Regions from separate parts of the Oryctolagus cuniculus genome. Here region 2 is linked to region 1. The links are chromatin contacts, called in public Micro-C maps. All regions are on one chromosome and are shown on one strand. The core of a region is the stretch at or near the end of the contact, and the rest is flanking DNA. Distances in the headings are between cores, read along the strand shown.

Evidence for each region. A called contact is a pair of places that touch in the nucleus more often than the background predicts.
Region 2: a contact with region 1 is called in a Micro-C map of ear pinna, with 3 times the contacts expected there. The contact joins the promoter of TRIM25 here to the promoter of NOG in region 1. A contact is called at or near these places in 2 of 6 Hi-C or Micro-C datasets (ear pinna and an unstated tissue).

The regions. Positions count from the first base shown.
Region 1 is chr17:32,238,627-32,243,651 of mOryCun1.1, reverse strand. NOG (noggin) reads right to left here and starts at 3,611. Exons shown (of 1, transcript XM_002719279.5): 1 at 1,544-3,611. The coding sequence starts at 2,935. The coding sequence ends at 2,237.
Region 2 is chr17:32,520,907-32,526,246 of mOryCun1.1, reverse strand. It overlaps TRIM25 (tripartite motif containing 25), which reads left to right and starts at 3,299. Exons shown (of 9, transcript XM_070060915.1): 1 at 3,299-3,983. The coding sequence starts at 3,390.

The DNA of each region.
Region 1 (5,025 bases), core at 2,362-4,861:
CATCAGGAATATTTTAAAAGCCATCATCCATCGAGCATGTCTCCCAGGCGCCAGGAAGATTAAATGAAAGAATCATAAGATGGAGGTCTTTAACTTTTAATCCGTTTACAATGAAGCCTCAGATAGTCGCGGGGGGCAGGGTGCCCTCTCCGGGGCAAATAATGCCGTTATTCCTCGGCTCGCAGTTAATGAATACCCTGACGTCTGTCCCACGGCCGGCGGAGGCAGCGCCGGGGAGGGGGCTCCGGCTCCCGGGCCCGGCTATTGAAACCAGGAGCCACCGAGGCTGCGGCGGGCGGGGCGGCGGGCGCGCGGCTGCGCGGGGGACCCGGCGCAGGTCTGAAAGAATTAGCATAGATTCGCTGGGACGCGGGCCTGGCCGGGCGGGGGCGGGCCGCCGGGCGGGCGGCGCGAGGAGGTGGCAGGGTGGCGGCGCGCGACTCCGCGGTCCAAGATAAATAAAGCGAGCGCGGAGCGGTGTCAGGAAGCGGGCCCACGTGGAGTGGCGCGCGGGGCAGCCCCCGGGGACCGCGGGCGAGGGACGCCCGCGGGAACCCCGGCGCGGGTCCCCCAGAAGCTGGCGGGCTCGAGGGTGGGGCGGGGGTGACGTTTCGCACGTTCCCTCGAGGGGGGCAACGCGCCCTCGACCCGGTTCTAATCCTAGAGCTCTGAGATCCACATTCTGAGCTCTCCCGCCCCGCCCCCCAGTGCAGTGGGCGTCCGGAGCTGGGGAGGGGGGGCGGGGAGGCGTACCCCTTCCTACTAGCAGATCCCACAAGTGGCGAGTCTTACCCAAATCTGAAAACCCTGGACCTCAGGTTCCTGCTTAGGTCCCAGGGGGAGGAGGACGTTGAGTGTCAAATCTCCCCGGTTATTCCTCCCCGCCCCCATAACTCCGGCCCGAGGGCCCCGGAATTCCGGGGGGCTCAGACCTGCAGAATCCCGGAGGCTGTGGATGTTGTGGATTTCAGAAATCCTCTGAGCTCCAACCACTGTAGCTTCCGGGTGTGCAAAGAGTTAACATGGGCTGGATATTGAGGTGTGTGTATGGGGGGGGGCGGCGGGAGGGGTGGCGGGATCTGGGTGGGCGCGCTCTGATCTCCCTCCTCCCCCCCATTCCTCGGGGGTCAAGTTTCAGCGGCACTCCGCCCCCAGGGTAGGTGTGAAAGACACGTGTCCCCATTGTGAAGGGCCTGTCAGGCAGGACAAAGCGGCCGCCCACCCTCCCCCCGCCCCGCGGCCCAGCCTGGGGTCAGCTCCAGGGGGCCGGCTGGGTGTCGAGGTCGCTACGGCCCTGAGCTTTGGTGACATAGGGGAAAAAAGCTGGGAGACAGGGCGGAGGCCACGTGATATTTAAGAGGGGTTTGAGAATAAGGCGCCCCCCCCCATTGAAACACTCAGCCGTCACCTCCGTCGTAACCAGGGGAGGGGATGCACCCCTTCTCCCAACCGGCGCGGTGGGCACCGCGGCAGCTCCCTCCCGCCCCCGCCCGCCCGCACCCCCATCAATCACCAACACAGAGAATCGCAGTGCGGAGCGCAGTCGGTTTTAGTGGTTTTCTTTAATCCTGCTCTGCACTTCTTTCTCATTTACTACACGGGATATTATAAAGAATAAATAGCAGATACTCTTAATTTACAATGATTAGTCATTCCATTTGTTCTCTATATTTACAATAACTGTAAAATAACATTGAACTCTATAGCTTCTCCGAGGTCCAAGGAAAACCAACACACTTTCCGAAGAATGGAAAATAGCTTTTAAAAAGTCCTTCTACAAAAGTTCTCCCCTCTCTTTGTACTTTAAGAAAAAAAAATAACTTTTCCCCCCTGCTTCGCCATGCGAAGGGCACTGGAATATAAATAGCAGGTTAACATTGTCAGCAACAACCAGAATAAGTCTCTTTTCTCTGTTCTTTTTTTTTCCTTTTGCTTAACTTTTTTTTAAAAATACAGTAGAAGCCGGTAACTTTTAACGTATAATACTGACCTTTTAATAAGTAAATTAAAACTGGGACCGTATATACACACATATACATTCCTACACAGTTAAACAGTGCATTACATGAACCAGAAAGCTAGGTCTCTGTAGCCAAAAAAAAAAAAAAAAAAAAAAAAAAAGTTCATTGAAAAACCCCTCACTAGAGGGTGGTGGAACTGGTTGGGGGCGGCGTAGGGGGGCGTCGGCGGGGCTCTCGACCAAGTGTCCCGGTGCGGGGCAGGGGGCCCCCGAGTTCTAGCACGAGCACTTGCACTCGGAGATGATGGGGTACTGGATGGGGATCCAGCCGCAGCGCTGGCCCGCGCGCCGCTGACAGCGCCACCGCAGCACGGTGAGGTGCACCGACTTGGAAGGTTTGCACACCATGCCCTCCGGCACGGAGCACGAGCGCTTGCTGAAGCAGCTGCCCACCTTCACGTAGCGCGGCCAGAAGCGGCTGCCCAGGTCGTTCCAGGCGTACAGCACAGGGCAGAAGGTCTGCGACCACAGCCACATCTGTAACTTCCTCCGCAGCTTCTTGCTGAGCCGCTGCTTCTTGCCCTGGGCCAAGCCCTCGGAGAACTCCAGCCCTTTGATCTCGCTCGGCATGGCCCCCGACGGCCGCTGCCGCAGCAGCTGGTCCAGCTCGGCCAGGTCCTCGGCGCCCCCCGTCGTCCCGCCGCCCGCGCCGGGCCGGTCCTCGGGGGGCGAGGTGGCCATGAAGCCCGGGTCGTAGTGGCCCCCGAGCAGCGAGCGTAGCAGCGTCTCGTTCAGATCCTTCTCCTTGGGGTCAAAGATAGGGTCCGGGTGCTCGATGAGGTCCACCAGGGGCAGGTTGTCGCTGGGAGCCGGGCGGATGTGGAGGTAGTGCTGGCCGCCGGCCGGTGCCGCCCGCAGCCCCAGGACCACCACCAGGGCGTAGAGGGTGACCCCCAGGCTGGGGCAGCGCTCCATGCCTCCGGCGCGCGCCCGGGGCCGCTGCTTCGTCCCGCGTCCCCGGAGGAGAGCACGCCGAGCCCGCGGCGCCGCCGCCGCGCTCCCCCGTCTCTCCGGAGGCGGCTCACCCGAGGCTGGGCAGGCGCAGGGCGGGCAGCATGAGCCGCGGGGAGAGAGAGCTCTTCGCGCAGCGCCGGCTCCCGCCGGGGCGGAGAACAGGCACGCAAGTTGGCCGCAACTCCTCTCCGCGCTCTACTCGGGACGCCGGCCGCGGCGGGGCATCCGAAAGGACTCCAGGGCGGCCGCGGGGCTCGGGGGGCGCCGGCTCCTGGCTGCCTGGCCGGGCCGGCGGCGGCGCAGGGCGCGTGGACGAGCCGCTCTCCCCTCCTCCTCCTCCTCCTCCTCCTCCTGCCGCTGCTCCTGCTGCTCCTGCTCCTGCTCCTGCTGCTCCTGCTGCTCCTCTCGCTCCTCTCGCTGCTCCTCGCCGGGCCGCTGTGCGCAGCGCCGCGGGCCGAGCGGCTCCTGGGGCACTTCCCTCCGCCTGCTCGTGGCTCCGCGGCCGGCTCTGCCCGGCGGACTCCAGCGGCGGCGGCGGCGGCGGCGTCCGCGCACGTTGGCACCGGTTTGTCTGTCTCGCAGGGTCCAAGCCTTTAAATTTCCTGCACTTTCAGCTCCATCACCATGGAAACCACTGACTCTCTCGGCGTTGCCCCCTCCCCCTCCTTCCCCCCAAACAACAACCCCACCCCCCACCCCTCCACCCCCGAGGAGCCGGAGCGGCACAGGCTCGGGGGGTAGCCGCCTGCACTCGCCGCGGAGGCGGCGGCGGCGGCTTCGGCAGCGCCCAGGGCTGTGCCCCGCCGGACCCAGATGCCCCGGGAAGCCGACAGCCCGGCTGCCCGCCGGAGCTCCCAGGCGGCGGCGGCGGCGGCGGCGGCGGCAGCGGCGGCGGCGGTGGCGGCGGCGGCGGCGGCGGCGGCGGCGGCGGTGGCGCTTGGCAGGTCTCCGCGCAATTTTCTCTCTCCCCCACCACCCACCCCCCTTCTCCTCCTCCTGCAAAATGCACCGCCCCCCTCCTTTCTTCTGGAGCAATGCAACTGGGGCTCTAGGCGCCCCGCCAGGGCCAGTCCCGGGGAAAGCTCGCTGAGGCGCTGGAGCCGGCTTGGAGGGTGCAGGGCCGGTTCTTGGGGGTGCTCGCGGTGGAGCTGGGGCAGGGGGCTTGCTCCTTACTAGCTGGGTGCTTTGCACTGGGAAGGGAGCAGCGGAGAGGTGCCGGCAGCTCGATTCTCCGTGCAGTTCGGAGCAAGAAATTTCTCCATGTGCACGGAGCGTTTTCCCCGGGCGCGTCTCGCCTGCTTCTCTCCAGGGCTCGGGCTGGGTCCCCTCCCCCAATACACGCGCGCACAGGGTCCCCCTCCCCGCCCCCTCCCTCCACACTGCGCCCGAGAGTCCGAGAGCCGCAGCGTTGCGCAGCGTGATGTAATTCCCAGGAAGCACTCCTGCCCGTCTGACCCCCGGGCCCACGATGGGGGTTCGCTCCTCACCCTCCTCTTCCTCCTCCTCCTTGGCCGGGTCCTGCACCCTGAGTGGCCCAGCCGCAGGGGCGCGTCCGGCTCGCCGGCGGCTCCCCTCGCCCGCCCGGCTCCGCGCTGCCGCCGCTCGGCTCCCTGGGGGCGGCGCGCCCTCTGCTGGCCCGCTGCAAGCCCTGCAACTGGCGCTGGTGGGCTCCGGGCTGCAGCCCACTCTGCCTGGCTCAGTTTCCCCTGCTGTGCCCGGGTCATTTTGTGCGCGTCTGCGTGTGCTGAAGGGCCCGGCTCTGCTTCTGGCTGTTTTCTCGAAGCTCTCCGGGACCTCAGTGGAAGCAAAAGACCCAGCGGCTCCCTCCCAATCCCTTCAACTTTCCCAAGAACAAGTGCCGCACCTTCTGCCTCCCGCGACCTCCTCCTTGGTGGACTCTGTGCCTTCGTTTCCGCTGTCGTGCCCTAGCTCTCTTCCTCTTCCAGCCTTACCTTCCTGCGATTCTTAAATAAACCTGCGCGCGATGCCCTCTCTTTCAGGAGCTGTTTCTCTCGAGCGATCACTGGGCACTGGCCCGACCCCTCCAGTTA
Region 2 (5,340 bases), core at 2,050-4,549, 280 kb before region 1:
GCCGACACTTCAGGCCAGGGCATTAATCCGTTGAGCCACAGTGCCAGCCCCAAACACTGCCTTTCAAATGAGGAAATAAATCTTTTTAAAAAGAAAAATAAATAACAAAACTATGAGCAGTAATAATGTTCTCCATTACAAAAAAAAAAAGTTACAACGTGGAGGAACCTTGGAAACATGCTCAGCAAAGTAAGCCAGAGGCAGATGAACATATTGACAGAGGTGGTTTACTCATTTCCAGGGGCTGGGACCCAGGGGGAATGGGGAGTGGTTGCCTGTAGGTAGTTTCTTTGGGGTGATGTAAATGTTCTGGACTTAGTGATGATGGTTGTACAACCTTCTGAATATACTGAAACATGCTGAGTTGTCCACTCTCCCTAAGGGGTGAGTTTATGGGATATGAATTACTTTTCAACTTAAAAAATTAAAAAGGGCAACTGATAATGTGGTCTGATTTACAAACACCTTTCTGGCAATAAACTCACTAATTTAGAGGAAATGGGACAAATTCCTTGAAAAACACAACTTACCAAAAACTGACACAAGAAGGCATAAAAATTCTGAATATTTCTTTAAGAGTTAAAGAAATTGAGTTAATAATTTTAAACCTCCACATGAAAAAACTCCTGTCATCAGTTTTTTAACAGTGCATTTTATCAAACATTTAAGGAGGAAATAGGATCAAAATTCACACACGCCCTGAGACAATAAATGAAAGAACAGTTCCCAAATGATTTCTCTGAAGGCTGCATGACCTTGATGGCAAAACCTGAGAAAGGCAAGAAAACGAGAGACCCCTGCCCCTCATGAGCAGCTGAAACCGCCCTTAACTAAAGAGCAGCAGATGAAATCCAGCAGTGCGGGAAATGGTGACACACCGGGACCAGGGGTTATTCCAGGAATGCACGGTTGGTTTGATGTTCTACCTGCTTATTCATCACATTATCCAAATATAGAAGAAACAGGATCACTTGCTAGAAAGAAACATGATTAAATAATCAAGAGTACCTCAATAAAATATCATAGCAGTTATGGAGAAAGTAAGAACTCTTAGACTCTACACTTAGGGTTAAGAGTAGCCTCATGGTGTGGGAGGTGGACACCATGGTCTTTCCCACACTGGAGCATCTGAGGTCAGGAGGCCTCCATCCCGGGCCCTTCCCCATCTCTGGACAGTGGACGTCCTCTGTCACTTAGACTTCCCAGGCCGTCCTTCAAACAGGAGCGAGAACCGATGACCTTCCCACGGGGCTGAGGACTCGAAGCTGGATGCTAGAGCCATGGCCACAGTCTGAATTTCAATTCCATGAGGGTGGCACTGGTGGGAATAAAAGGCAGATTGTATCTGCAGGCAAAGGAAGTTTATCACTGCTCTCCCAAGCTCCAACACAGTGGGAATCTGCCTAACACTGCCAGCCATGGGCTAGTCTGGGCCACATACTCCCTTGTGACCAACGGGGTCACCTTTGGCTTGAGGACATTGTTCTACTGGGTTCCTGATCATCGCACAGCTTCCAGCCCAGGGGCAGTCCCTGGCCCTCTGGAAGCCCGTGGCAAGGGCTAACATGCGTGGTGCCCATTCCTGCCGACGTCAGCGTGCTTTGCGTGTGCTTTATTCATGCCCACAGTGCCCCCACCCAAAAGGTATTCCTGGTACGGCATGAGAAGGCAGGCCTGTGGCCGACTCCCATGCCCTCCTTCAGCACTGGTCTGCTGCATGGTAGGTGTCCATAAACACTGCATGGATGCATGAGCGCAAGGTGTGGCCCTCTGGTCATCTTCATTTTCTAAGCAGCCCTTCTAGCCCTCTCCCCCGGGAAAGTGCATTCCACATTCCGGCCACCTCCCTCATGATAACTAGTTAAAGGGCTTTGCATGGCTTTCTTTTCCTGGACCCTCTCCATTCTTCCCTTCCTGCCTCCCCCCTCCTTCTGTCTTTCTCCTTTGCATTCAAACAACAACAAAACAGAAAAGAGAACAAAGGGGGGATTTCGGGGAAGCCAGGGGTTGGAATGCTGAGTTCAGCAGTCCTGAGCTGGAGTCCCAGGCCTGGGATGGTCATGGGGTCCTCATCTGTAGGCTGGACATACTGACACTGACCTGGAGGGTTGGTCTGGATTATAAGATGGTAAAGCAAGACTGGTGTAGCTCATGGCAGGAACCCCCTAAGTAGCAGTCATGATGGCGATGACAGCTCCAACCTGGCTCCAGGGCAAACTCCGGCTATCTCCTCCCCCTGTCCTATCCCCTCTAGAACACTTCCGGGTTCCTGTGCACCCACATTTCCTGCGCCCAGTCCAGGGAGGTAGGAAACAGAGCTAAAATAAGGAAAGAAGTCTAACAAAGCGATTTTCAGGAAGAAAGAGCTTAGGTTCCGATGTTCTGTGTGTGTGAGACAAAACACTTGTTAAGTTTGGGTTTCCCCAAGCCCCAGGCATGTAGGAATGGGAATTCCAAATAAAGCATGCTGTATTCTACACTAGAGGGAAGTCATCCCGTTCCAGTCTGAAGCTGTGACCACTGGCACCAGCCTCCAGGGACTGCATGTTCATAGGGGGAGAGTTGGGTGAGGGTAACAGGTGGAATAATAGGGAAGAAAATAAGGCAGTCTCATTTAAACAGTTCTACTGTTGTTCTTACTTGCGCTTTCTAACTCTTGTTTGCACAGAGAAAAGAGCTCCCTTGTGCTGATTAACTGCTGAATGACCCACAGGGGCTGGAACCAGGAGCTGGGAACCCCAGCCAGGTCTTCCACGTGGGTGGCAGGGACCATCACTCGCTGCCTACCAGGGCCTGCACTGGCAGGAAGCTGGAGTCAGGAGCCAGAGCCAGAGCCAGGAGCGGAGCCCAGGGTCGCCAACGTGGGACACGGTTGTCTTCACCACTCGGCTAAACGGCCCCTATCTCTCAGAAGGAAAAGAAGGAAAGGGGGCAAGAAAGCTGAAGACAGGAGAGAAAGGAGGTGAGAGACAGAAAGGGAGACAGACACAGGCAGGAAAAAACAGTGAGACCCCACCCTGATGGTGGAGGCAAGGCTGTGCGGGAGGCCGACGGGCCCTGCTGGGAGTGCACGGCACGAGGATCCCCAGCCTGCGTGCACTCACCGTAGAGTGACCCAGAGGTGGGCGTAAGGGCGCGCGGGAAGTCCCAGTGCTGGGCGCCTGACCCCACCCCACGCCTTCGCGCCGCTCTCCGACCCTCCCGCTAGGGGGCGACTGGGACTTCGGCGAGCTCGGGCTTCCCGGGGCCGCTACGGCCCGCCCCGTGCACGCCCCCAAGCGACTTCCTGGTAGGCGCGGGTACCGCCTTCCCCGGCTAGGTTTCGTTTCCCCGGGAGCCTCTGGGCAGTCGCTCGCCGCTCTGGGTCCCGTGCCATCCCCAGGACCGCCATGGCGGAGCTGCTGCCCTTAACCGAAGAGCTGTCGTGCTCCATCTGCCTGGAGCCCTTCAAGGAGCCGGTCACCACCCCGTGCGGCCACAACTTCTGCCGCTCGTGCCTGGACGAGACATGGGCCGTCCAGGGCCCGCCGTTCCGCTGTCCTCAGTGCCGCACCAGCTACCAGGTGCGCCCGCAGCTGCACAAGAACACGGTGCTGTGCTCCGTGGTCGAGCGGCTCGCGATAGTGGAGCAGGCCCGGGCGCCCGGCGACGGCTGGACGCCGCCCGTGCGCGCCGCGGCCCCCAGCACGGTCGCCCAGGTGGCCTGCGACCACTGCCTGAAGGAGCCCGCCGTGAAGACGTGCTTCGTGTGCACGGCCTCCTTCTGCCAGGAGCACCTGCGGCCGCACCTCGACAGCCCCGCCTTCCGGGACCACCCGCTGCAGCCGCCCGTGCGCGATCTGCAGCGCCGCAAGTGTCCCCAGCACAACCGCCTGCGGGACTTTTTCTGCCCGGAGCACGGCGAGTGCATCTGTCACGTCTGCGTGATAGAACACAAGACCTGCTCGCCCATGTCCCTGAGTCAGGCCAGCGCTGACCTGGAGGTAGGCTGTGGGGGGGCTGGGCGTGGGTAGCGTGGGCCCGCTGGGCGCTGCAGAGAGGCCGCCCTGCCCCAGATCCCCTGGGGAGGGAGGCCTCGCTGGGCCTGAGTTGGAGTAGGGGCATCCCCAGCGACAGAGCAGGAAAGAGCTGCGAGGTTGTGCAGCCCTCCCCGCTCATGGCCCATGCCCCAGCCATAAACCCATTTAACAGAGGGAGTACTTGGGGGGAGAGCTGGCTTGCTTGAAACCTGCTTAGGTCTTTGGGAGAGGGTTTTGAGCTGTCATATAGGAACCCTGGAGCTCACCTCTCTGCCCTCATGGATTTCTGGCGGCACCTGGGAGGTGATTATTCTCAGTTCCGTTTCCTAGTTGAGTGAACCGAGGTCCGTGGATGTTAATTTAGCTGGGGCGTAGGCATTGTGGCCCAGCAGGTGTAGGTCTGACACAGTTTGCAGTTTCTCCCCATGGACCAGTTTCCTATCCAAGTCTGTGGAGTCCAGAGCGGGGGACATCCTCAAGTAGCCCAAGCCTCCATCTAGTGACCTGGGAGGGTGGGCAGAGTCCCTGGAGATGACCCACGCTGTGCTGGTGTGACTGAGGCGGGCTTTGGCCCTGCTCCTGGGTCCCCCTGGGTGGTAGGAGGAGGGACTAGGTGAGTCACTCAGGGCCTCCTAGACCTGTGCTGGTTTTGGTTTCGGTAGTTTGGGGAAACCATACCTGCCCCCTGTGGACTCACAGCAGAGCGGGGGGGGGGGGGGGGGGGGGGAGGGTAAGGTATCACCCGCCCACTTTGCTTATGCAGTCCCAGCTCCCCGGCGGGGTCTGACTGCATTTTGTATCCAGGAGGACAAAGAACAAGGCCTGGCCTCACACTGCCAAAGGAGACCTGAGCCTGGAGGGTGGGATGGCAAGGCTGCCGGGCCCAGGGTAAAGGCCTGGCTCCCATCTGGCCACAGCCCTTCTTTGCTTCCCTGGGTCTGAGCTGGGCTCCTCTGGTCTTTTCCCCTGAGTTTAGAAGCTGGCTTTGAGGCATGTGATCTGGCTGGGTGTGGCCTGTGGCCCTCACGTTATCTCAGCCTCTGTTCCGAGCCAGGAGGAGGGCCGGTGTCACAGAGGTTGAGTCTGACACGTCATCGGTCCTAGATTTAAGATGAGGGTGGGTCCCAAATATCTCAGGTAGAGTGGGAGAGGGAGGCAGCAAGGAGGGAGGGAGGGCCAGGGAATGTTGATACAGCTTGCGAAGGGAAGGAAATGTGTTTTTCCTAGAAATTTCTGGCATGCTCAGATTGGGTTGTGTGTGTTCATTTTAATCCCAGGGTTTGAGCTGTGCCAGTTAATAGCAGTGTGGCCTCTGGCAAGT